Linked DNA regions of Mus musculus: region 2 is linked to region 1. Evidence: chromatin contacts called from public Hi-C data. All regions are on one chromosome and are shown on one strand. The core of a region is the stretch at or near the end of the contact, and the rest is flanking DNA. Distances in the headings are between cores, read along the strand shown.

Region 1 (5,412 bases), core at 1,799-4,298:
TGACACCTGCTCCTGGCCCTTGCTGGCACCATTCACACATGGTACACATACAGGAGAATACTCATACACATAAAAATTATTTTATAGGTCTTTAATGAGTTAAAGAAAAAGATATTTCCTCATCTTGAGTGCAAGCCACAAGGATGTTTTACACAGGAAGCAGGAGAACAATACAATCATCTCACAAATGTATGCACACAATTGTCTTCCCAACTGTAGCCTCTCCTGTGTTGATGGACTCAGACATCCCAGTGGATTCCACCACTTTTCTACAATGTTATTCTCTACACGCCCATGTCCGGATGGGCATGGCATTTTCCACCATTTATCTTTAAACTCCTTGGTGAAATGTTCAGAGCTCTCTTTACCATATGCCTTTTTTCATCTATTTCAATGACTACTAATATCAGTAATATTAAAGTGCTTACAAATCCTATGCTTGTATCTGAATAGTCATGGGTTTGAAGACCATATTTGCCTCTTTGTTTTTTTAATCCTTTCAGTTCAACGTTAGTTCTGCCCACTTTAGGGGATCCTTTTGAGAAGAGTGCACCAGTCAGAGCTTGGAAAAGATGATGTCTTCCACAGAACTGAGGCAACCACACACTTACTACCATCCATGGCATTTAGTGGTGAGGTTTGTGATAGCCTCTGACATCAATTTATTTTGCTCTCACAAATTGGCAATAAAGTTAGGAGAAACCATCCGTTCTGTGTCTAAGTTCACTGCTTAGGGTGTGAGCAGCTTCCACGAATCTCCGACTGTGAGCAGATGTGGTGTAGCTGTACCCAAACACTGTTACTCTATTGATTCCGGTGGTGGCAGCAGTGCACTCCTGCTACCCACCCCAGTGTTTTACATGAGAGCTATTTTGATATGTCTAAAACAGCTCAATGGCCAGGCTACTTCCTAACCTCCTGTGAATCCTATGTCCACATGTAAGACACTGAGAGAACTCTGCCCACAGTTGGTTTCGACTGGTTTCGACCAGTGGGCAATGGTTGGGCAGGGAGAAAGCTCAAGGAACTGAGGAAGGAGAAAGAAGGGGAAGCCACTATGCCTGGAAAAAAAGGAGAGATGTCACACCTGAAAGGTGTGGAACAGAGAGCATAGCTGCCATGTAGGAGCCAGGGATCATGGCCCAGGAGGGCTACATGTCAGGGTCTAGGGCAGCAAAGATAAAATATAGATTTGAATAAATAATAACACAGAAATATCAGAGGGGGTGGATTAGCCTCGTGGAGGTTAGAAAGTGCCCAAACATTGAGCAGTTTTAGGCATATCAAAATCTAAAATATATATGTGTCTTCCATTCGAAAATATATGACATTGGGGTGGGTAACAAAAACGTGCCACCGCAGCCACAGGGACCAATTGAGAAACATGAATTGGGTACTGACTGCTACATTGAGGAGCTCAAAGTATTCCATGTAGGAACAGAGTACTTCAGGGAAAATTGGGATGGCTCCACAGCAGCACAGCCCTCTTTCACTACAGGTGCTGTCTTTCAGGAGCTACTATTTCAATAGAACTCCAGGATAGCACTCATGACATCTCCCTCTTTAACCTCTTAGTTTGCAGTGCATACATAGAAGTGGGGGAAATATTATCTATGTGATGTGTGATGTTTGAACACTGTCAGGAAACAAGGTAGGAAAGACCGGAGAATGAGAATTTGTGACTGGGCCTCTCAGACTTTCTCAATAGAATTTGACCAATGGAACGAGGCCCCCAGGTCAGTAGGATCTCTCAGCCAAAAAATAAAGAAAAGAAGCTCAGAAAAGGATTCTGTAACTCAGTTTCCTGGTACTTTCAGGGAAGGCTAAAGGCTCACACTGACTTAACCTGAAGGGGAAGAACGGATCCTAAATTAAAATCTCTAAACAAATGTTACTCTTCACTCCTTTTAAACATCCAGGCTGCATGCCCAACTTCAGCTAATTGGGAATTTGGAAGTCAGATTTACAGTGTGAGTTAGCATCAGGTTACTGTGTGTCTTAATTCCAAAATTATTCAGCAGTGCACCATAAAAACGGAATGCTGTTCTGGTACTCAGAGTTAGACAACATTAGACTTTAATGTGACCAATTATAATTCAAGCCAGTTATGTAGGACATTGTGTCTCCATCACAAACCAACCAGTCTTGGATCGGTTCCCAGTTTTCAGTCACTGGATTTCTTTGGCGCAATTGTATTTCCATGTAGTTAATTATAATTCATCAAATCAAATACAATAACAGAACAATCCCTGAGGTTAGAAGTGGCTATGCAGGGACATATCATGGGTAGTTAAGTAACTAAGACAACCTTGTGATAGCCATGCTGGGTAGATTAGAAAAATGGGGCCAAGTATTAGAGATAAATGAGTGATTCATTTAGTAGGATTGGCCTTACAAACAATTACTTAAAGTACTGCAATTCATATAATTTTTAATTAGCTTTTTTTTTTTTTTGGTCCATAATCCTTCCTTACAGAAATGAACTATCAGCCAAAAGGTGAAAGCAATACAAAGTTGCTTCTCCCCTGGGACTAAGAGACTGTGGAGTTCATGGCTTTGAACTCAGGCCAGATGAAAACAGTTCCATAATCAGCATTTATCCCAGAGCCTGGGGTTTATAGACACTGTATATTCCTTCATGGTCACAGCCCCTCTCTATATTTAGATCAGAGACTATTTCACCTTACTGAGGCATCAGTTTACTCAGCTGTCAAATGGGGATACATCAGTCATGCTGTCCATCATCCTCAAATGACACGAGAGCTAAGTGAGAAGATGAATTGAAAAAAAAAAAAAAAGAACCTCAATACCTTATAATGGTAGGTCTGGAATGAAAAACAGAAGACCAGAGTTTCAGGAAAGACGCTGGAGTCTTTTAAGGATTAAAAAGCAAACACATTCCTATTCTAACGTGAAACATAGATGCTTTGTTACATTAGAAGAAGCAGAATGTCTTCTACCTAAGATGACTCACTGCTGCTTGCTTGCTCCAGCAGAAGAACAAAACAGTTTTGAGGCATGGCTTTCAAGCACTGGCAAGATGCCTGTGCACTGGGAAGTGGTGATTCACATAATTGGAATGATCCTCAGTAGACAGAATGTGCAATCTCTGAGGTGTGTGCTGACTTGACCAGAAGCAAAAGGAAAAAGAAATGGAAAAGGGAAAAGGCAGCTTGCATGCCTACAAGACACCAAGAATCACTCCAAGAAAAACACCATGTGGTGGAGATTAAAAGACAAGGCTCGTTTCCTCCTGAGAGTCCACCGGCCAATCGTTGCCTTGCACAGTCCTGTGATGGTTAAGTTTCTTCCAATCAGTATTGAGCCAGGAGTGGAGGCTGAAATCACTGTTGCAGATGCCTAAGTCAACTATTTTAATAAACTGATTGAACCACTTGTAAAAACCACTTAACTAGTATAATACTAGCAAGCTTTTCCTATTATAAAATACCTAAGGTAATCAAAGCACACAGGAGGAGAGTGGGGTGTGTAATTGTCTAATGATTGCAAAGGTTTTAACGTGTAGTTACATGATACTATTTCACGGGACCACAGTACCTTTTTGTACCAATTTTGTGAACCCCCAAAGACCACTAAGGAGCCAACTCTTTATTGGAAACTCAAGCTTGGGCCACACTGCCTTCTCTAATGAAACAGAGCAGAAGGGGGAGCTCCGAGCGCTCAGCAAGACAATGTTTTATAGGAAACGGGAAGCAAGCAAGAGGGATTTCTAGCTGGGCACACATCGGATTGGGGGCTATTATGGGATTTTATTGCCCTTTAACATAATTCGCTGGTGCTAGGGAGCCAAACCATAAACTTAAAACTCCTGTTTCCCTCCTGATTGGTGGTTGTTAGGAAGTGGAGTGCCAGGGGCAGGCTTGGAACCTGGAAACTAGTGCTAGATGATGGCTTGTTGGGGAGTAACCTTGAAACTGGTGCTAGGTTCAGGCTTTTTAGTTAACTATAGTTCGATTTTAGGTCAGGTTCCCTAAGATGGAGTCTAGACCCAAGATCTGATCTCTCACTTCCAAGCAGAAGGAAGTTACAGGGAAGCTATGTTTGCTTCATGCTGTCCAATCAGTTAGGAGAGAGGAAACCTAGGCACTGGGCTCTTTATACAGTGGTTATCAACTTTTGGGTTGAGACCTCCCTTGCCAAACCTCTATCTATCTCCAAAACTATTTACATTACAATTCATAACAGTAGCAAAATTACAGTTATGAAGTAGTAACATGAATAATTTTATGGTTGGGGTGGATCAACCACAACATGAGTAATTGTATTAAAGGGTCCCAGAATTAAGAAGGTTGAGAAGTGTACGGTTCTCTTAATATGTCCTTCAAGGGCTTAACCCCTCCAGCCCTAACTTTCTTCCCCTAGATCCTACACTCCAAGGTTTCCATAATTTCTAAAGGTAACACAGGCTGGCAAGCAAGCTTGTAGCACAGCCTTGTCATCAGATGTCCCCCAAAGGGGGACACTCCATACTCAAATTATAGCATTCAGCACTCCATCCCACAGACTTGTATTCATCTCACAGATAAAAGTCCCTCAGGCCTAAATTATTTTAGCACTGGTTAAAAGTTCAATCTAAAGTCTCTACTTAGTGCTCCAAAGAAGCTCTTCACTGAGAGCTCTGTCAACAATTTTAAAAGTTAAAAAAAACAATAGTTGTATATGTTTAATAACCATTAGCACAGGTTAAACATTCAAGTATGGTATCCTCACCACTTTAAATTAAAATATAATAAACCAAACAAACAAACACCTCATTCCCATTCCAGAACAGAGGATGAGAGACATAAGAAGTAATCATTAGAAAAACACAAGACTGAAACCCAGTACAGCAAACATTGAATCCTCAGTCTTCATAGCTGATGTCTAGGGTACCTTGTCATAGAATATGTGTTTCCAAGCACTTGGGGACACCTCCCATACCGCTTTGTTGGCTGATTAACATGGCTATTCTCAGACTGGATACACTGATTTCGTATAGCTTTCCTTGACATTGTAAGCCTTTCATACCCTCTAATTCTGAAGTCCCCTGTGTTGTCCACACAGCCTCAGTATTAGTCACCTAGCCATGGGATACTTCCAGGAACTCTGAGCACACCACATAGTACATGGTTTCCCAAGCTTTCCTGGGAAATTCCTTGTTGAAACCCTCACTATTCCTGTATTTTGTGTTCTGGGTGGTTGCAAAGGTAGCTTCACATGATGCTAATAAAATCTGTAACCAATGGGAGCTATATATGGGCACAGTTGAACTACAGTTGAAAATATCTTTGAGTGTACTGGTGACTGCCTTTGCAAAACCATATCACCTTAAAATAGTTCACTAGGCCAGCTCATGGAAACAAGTTACCCCAAGACTCTCTTTATAAAGGATGGTGTTTGAAGGGAGTTTAT
Region 2 (5,412 bases), core at 1,032-3,531, 1.0 Mb after region 1:
AGGAGGTCATGTCTCTGTCAGCACAGCTGCTGAGGCCTTCTTATACCAGCAGGCATGGCAGCAACACGAGTCATAACCAGTTAAAATGAAGCTGATGCCAAATGGAACACAGTAGAAATACACATGGCTGAACGGAGGCTGAGAAAGCGGACCAAATAGTCATTTCAGTTATTCTTCCATAATCAAATAAACGTTCACATTTATATTTAATCAAGTAAAATCAGTATCTACTGGAACTATCACAGTTGCAGACCATTCTTGAGCTCAGATTACATCACAAGAGGTTTGCAGCATGTGCTGCTTAGTTGGTCAACTTAACCCAACTAGACGTAGCTGGGAAGAGGGACTCTCAAGTGAGGACTGTGTCCATCAGGATGGCCTGTAGGAAAGTCACACGGGCATTTTCTTTACTAATGGTTGACGTAGGAAGGCCCAGCTCACTGTGAGAAAACCAGACTGAGTGAGCCATGAGGAACAAGCCAGTGAGCAATGTTACTCCAGAGTCTCTGCTTCAGTTTCTGCCTTGAGTTTGTAGCCTGACTTGCCTTCATGATGCACTGTGACTGGGACACGCAAGCCAAATAAACCCTTTCCTTCCCAAGTTGCTTTTGATCATGGTGTTTTGTCACAGCAACAGAAATCAAACTAGGATGGGATGGGTAGTAGTTTTGTTATATGTTTTTAAAGATAGTGCATGCATAGCATGTATGTATATGTATGTATGTATGTATGTATGTATATATATATACACACACACATATATATTTATATATTTACACACACATCACATATGTATTAAGCTTTTCTTTTAGATTTCTTTAGAATTTCACATTGTAATATAAAAATTAATAATTTACTTGAAAGACACTCTACTCTGAAAAGTTTTATGGTTCCTGTCACAACTCATTTCTGTGAGGACTTCTGCATTTGTTACTACTGATCCTAGTGTTATAGTTTGCAGAATAATTTCAGCTTAAGGAGTTATTCTTTTAAAAGTGGAACCATTCATTTCATCGGAGGTGGCACTGCAAATCCGATTCTTGGGTACCATCCAACTTACAAAGGGAGAAAACAAGATCCACAGATATCAAAGGTTAACTCAAGTGCACTGAGCTAATTATCGTCAGAGCCAGGGTCTCTTGATCACTCGATTAGATCTCTTTCCCTAAATCACACTGGCTCCTTCTTTTTCAGACAGAAATGAGATGTCTTCATTAATATTGCCTTAAGGAAAGAGAAACCTCCTTAACTGTCTACGCTTTGATTCTACGAGGTCCATATGGGAACTGCTACTTAGGTCGGTCTGAAAGGCAAACGAGAGAGTTAAACTGAGTCCATCTTCTACCATGACATCAGTGGGACTGGGATGAGGCGGCTTCCCAGAACAAACCCATCAGTTTGGGAATCTGTGTTGTTCACCAAATGGGTACAAGGAGACGTTTGTTTTCCGCCAACTTGGTCCACAGCGTTTGCTGAGACTGTGGGGGCAGAGCCACCTCGGTGAGTGCTCAGGATCACAGGCTCACAAAGAGCACGCATGGCCTGGCACTTAGTATTTGAGAAGAGAGTCCTAATTTTCCTCACAGGTGGCATCTTTTCTCTCCCATCATCTCCCAGAGTAGGTGGAGATAGACCACACATTCTTTCTTCTTGGACTGGTTCCTGTCACCATGTGTCTTCCTATCTCTCAGCCTTTGACAGCTGACACTTGTAGCTGACTTTCACATTAGGGTTACGCTTCTCATCGCTGTAATTTTGCACTGTATGTCTTGCTATTCACAGAACCAGATTCTGCACAGTAAATGTACATATGAAGTGAAAGCTATAAATTCAGATGCAAATACTAACCGTAGATAGACGAATGCCTTGGCTATTTCACTTATCTCTAACTTATGGTTCACCTCATCCAGTCCTAGAGGCAGCAGCCCCGCCAATCTAAATAATCCTAAGGCTGGAATTTGGAAAAACTCTCTCCACTAGATTTCAGCTCAGGCTGAACACAATTCGCCTGCATCGGCTTTGAAAGAAGACTGAGGACCATAGTGATAAGACAAATCTCAAAGGGGTCCTTTGTAGGTTACATGCGAACTGCTTTTGAGACTGAGTCTGTAGACATCTTACTTTGGCTCCACCTCTATACAAACTGCTCGGGGAGCCTAAGAAAAGCAGCTTTGAAATGTGCAAGTACACAGATTTTGTACTGCTGCCACGGGCCTGCAGCCGCTGCCAAAGGAACGGGTGAGTCAAAGCAGCTCACACACCGCACTTCTCCATGTCTTCCCTGTACTTGGCAGCAACACACTGGGATCAGTCATCCCGCTGATCATGCAGACTCCAGAGTCATTGCTAGAGCAAATGTTTCCTGTCCAAGAACTTTCAACTGATATAAAAGTTAACATTTCAGGGCAAAGAGGGCCTTTTATGCAATTATGATATACTTGGAATCTGTGATAAATTAAAAGGCCAGTGATACAGTGAGTTCCACACTGCTGGACTAACACCAGGACACCCAGACCCATCTTTCCAGGTCAAAGGTGGTACTGGCACTTACTCAAAGAATAAAGGCACACCAACGCTCAAAGTTTCTAGCACCAGTTGTACAGCCAGAGAGCAGCAGTGTATTCACACAAGATGACTCTTTCCAGGCGCTTGTGACATTTACTTCTAATTTCAAGGAAATTGAGATAAGGTACCAGTAAGCTCTACTTTTCTCATGTAAAACAGATGTAGCATTAATGATTTTTGGGTCTAATTATATGAGACATAAGTATAACTATTTTTCTCTCTAAAACTTTATATTCTGTGATTGTAACACTGTGGTTATCACTGAAATCATACACATGCAACATTAAACAGACTCAGCAGGATGTATTTATATATCTATTATCTACATATCTATATCTATAGATATACACACACGCACACACACAAACAATAGCAATTAAAACAAAGAGGTCGTGAATCTGTGGGTATGGAAGGCAGAAGATAGATGGAAGGAGGAAAAAAAGAAAAAAGAAAATGATTTAATCATATTTTAATTTTGAAATATACATTTAATTTAAAAACTGTGAGAATGCATTTCTCTATTAATATTATCTAATACACTCACAAGGACTGTTTCTACTTAATTTTAACTATACTATGGCTTGAATCTGACCCCAAACTCCATATGTTAGAGGCTTATCCACAGTTCAAGGTTCAGAACTTTTTAAAATGAATTTTTCTGGGGAACTATGTTCTTACTGACTAGATTGAAGCCATTACTGTAGGAGTGCACTCATTACCTTCACAGAGGATTAACGCAATCCATTTGGACAGTCTTTGTTCCTCTCCAGTGCACCTGGTCTTTATACTCTTCCGCCTCAGCTTTCCTTAAGGGGCTGCTCACTGGGAGTTTGACCATGCTCCAGGGAGTATGGACAACACAAACAGAATACTGTTCCCCTCTCCTTCTCCTTCTCCTCCTCCTCTTCCCTGCTCCTCCTCTTCCTCCTCCTCCCTTCTTCTTCCCCCTTTTTCATTCTTCTTCCTTATTGGGGCAGGGGGAGGTCTTAAGGGTGGAGAACAGACCTGGAAAAACTGGGAAGTGTTATTGGGGTTCATGACATGAAATTCCCAAATAATCAAAAAATCTACACACACACATTTGGAAGGAAGGAAGGAAGGAAGGAAGGAAGGAAGGAAGGAAGGAAGGAAGGAAGAAAGAAAGAAAGAAAGAAAGAAAGAAAGAAAGAAAGAAAGAAAGAAAGAAAGAAAAAAAGAAAGAGTGAGCTAATAAGGGCCTTTTTTGGACTCTAGCATCTTCGCCTGAATTTCTCAGGCTTCAGGATCAAGAGAAAAAAAAAAAAAAATCATCTTATACATTTCCCAGACTGTGGCATTCTGTTATTGGGGGGGGGGGGGGGAGGAAAAGAAAAAGCACAAAAACCCTAAATATCCAATTCTTCCCTCAAAATGATCACATAACTACAGACTCAGAATAAACTGTGCAGAATACCTAGCCTGCGTTCCTCACAGAAATAAATTCAGGTCAAAATTAAGACATCTGTTCAAACTGCAGAACAAGCCAAGCCTAAGGGTGCTGCGCTGAGTACAAAGTCATCCAGAGAATTTCTTTTCGTCCATCACTGAGAAAACCATAAAGTTACATTTTAAGGCAACTTAAGTTTGCTATTGTTTAAAAAGTAAATCATTGCCATCTCCCCAGAGGAGTACAAGATCTTCCTTGGTTAAAATCACAAAGTGTTTGAACCCTAAAGTAAATCTGTATCCGTGTTAAACGTCAAAGTGTTTCAACACTAAAGTAAATCTGTATCAGGGCTTGGCCACAAGGTGCTTGCTTATTCCTTCCCCAAAGTCTGGGGAGTTAAAGGCTTGGTCCCAGCTAGGAGTTACAGCCTTTGGAATGTGACTGCATTCTGAGGGCTCTGACTCAGCCAACAGATTAAACTCTTGATGGATTCCAAACATGTGTTAATTCACTCAGGATGATATTTTCTAGTGGATATTTGCCTGCAAAATTTGTGAAGTCATCGTTTTTAATAGCTGAGTAGTATTCCATTGCGTAAATGTACCACATTTTCTGTATAATTTTTCTGTTGGTACACATCTGGTTTGTTTCCAGCTTCTAGCAATTATAAATTATGACACAGTGGAGCACATGTCCTTGTTATATGTTGGATCTTCTTTGGTGTATATGTTCAGCAGTGGTATAGCTGGGTCTTTAGGTAGGACTTTTTCCAGTTTTCTGAAGAATCACCAGATTGATTTCCAGAGTGGTTGTGCCAGCTTGCAATCCCATCAGCAATTCTGATTGATATAAGATAGAATCTTAGGGTCGTTTTGATTTGCATTTCCCTGATGACTAAGCATGTTGAACATTTCTTTAGGTGCTTCTCGGCCATCCAAGATTTCTCAGTTGACAAGTTTCTGTTGAGCTCTGAATCCAAAAGGACATTCATGGAAAGGTAGGGAAAAAAATGGAGCAGAGACTGCAGAAAAGGCTATCCCATATGCAGATATCAAATCCCAACACTATTGCTGATGCCAAGAACTGCTTACAAACGGGAGCCCAGTTGGGTTGTCCTCTGAGAGGCTCTGCCAGCACTTAACCTATACAGATGCAGACACTCAGTCAACCATTGGACTGAGCTTGCGCACCCAGTGGAAGAGATAGGGAAGGACTGAAGGAGTTGAAGGGGATTGCAACCACATAAGAACAACAATGTTAGAACATATAGGGCCTAAACCACCAACCAAAAAAGAATACATGGCTGAGTATACATGGCTCCCGCTACATATGTAGCAGAGGACTGCCTTATCCACCATCAATGGGAGGGGAGGCACTTGGTCCTTTGAGGCTTGTTGCCCCAGTGAAGGGGGATGCTAGAGCCATGAGGCAGAAGTGGGTGA

The links. Hi-C and Micro-C count contacts between places; a contact is called where the count stands out from the background.
Region 2: a contact with region 1 is called in a Hi-C map of adipose-derived mesenchymal stem cells, with 2.6 times the contacts expected there. The contact joins two enhancer-like sites. A contact is called at or near these places in 2 of 15 datasets of contacts at CTCF or cohesin (large pre-B cells and pro-B cells), 23 of 484 Hi-C or Micro-C datasets (B cells, the C2C12 cell line, CD4 T cells and 17 more) and 1 of 115 datasets of contacts at active chromatin or transcription factors (astrocytes).

What each region holds. Positions count from the first base shown.
Region 1 is chr16:49,286,248-49,291,659 of GRCm38.p6, forward strand. No RefSeq gene overlaps it. Among named protein-coding and RNA genes, the nearest start is that of 1700026J12Rik, 33 kb to the left of the region's middle. Within about 2 kb of position 3,049, at least 83 of the 459 cell types and tissues checked have an H3K27ac peak or open chromatin away from gene starts, as enhancers often do. A contact at or near this core is called in the C2C12 cell line, adipose-derived mesenchymal stem cells, embryonic fibroblasts and 1 more, where this site is marked.
Region 2 is chr16:50,307,375-50,312,786 of GRCm38.p6, forward strand. All of the region lies in intron 3 of Bbx (bobby sox HMG box containing), which reads right to left. Among named protein-coding and RNA genes, the nearest start is that of Bbx, 120 kb to the right of the region's middle. Within about 2 kb of position 2,282, at least 105 of the 459 cell types and tissues checked have an H3K27ac peak or open chromatin away from gene starts, as enhancers often do. A contact at or near this core is called in the C2C12 cell line, adipose-derived mesenchymal stem cells, embryonic fibroblasts and 1 more, where this site is marked.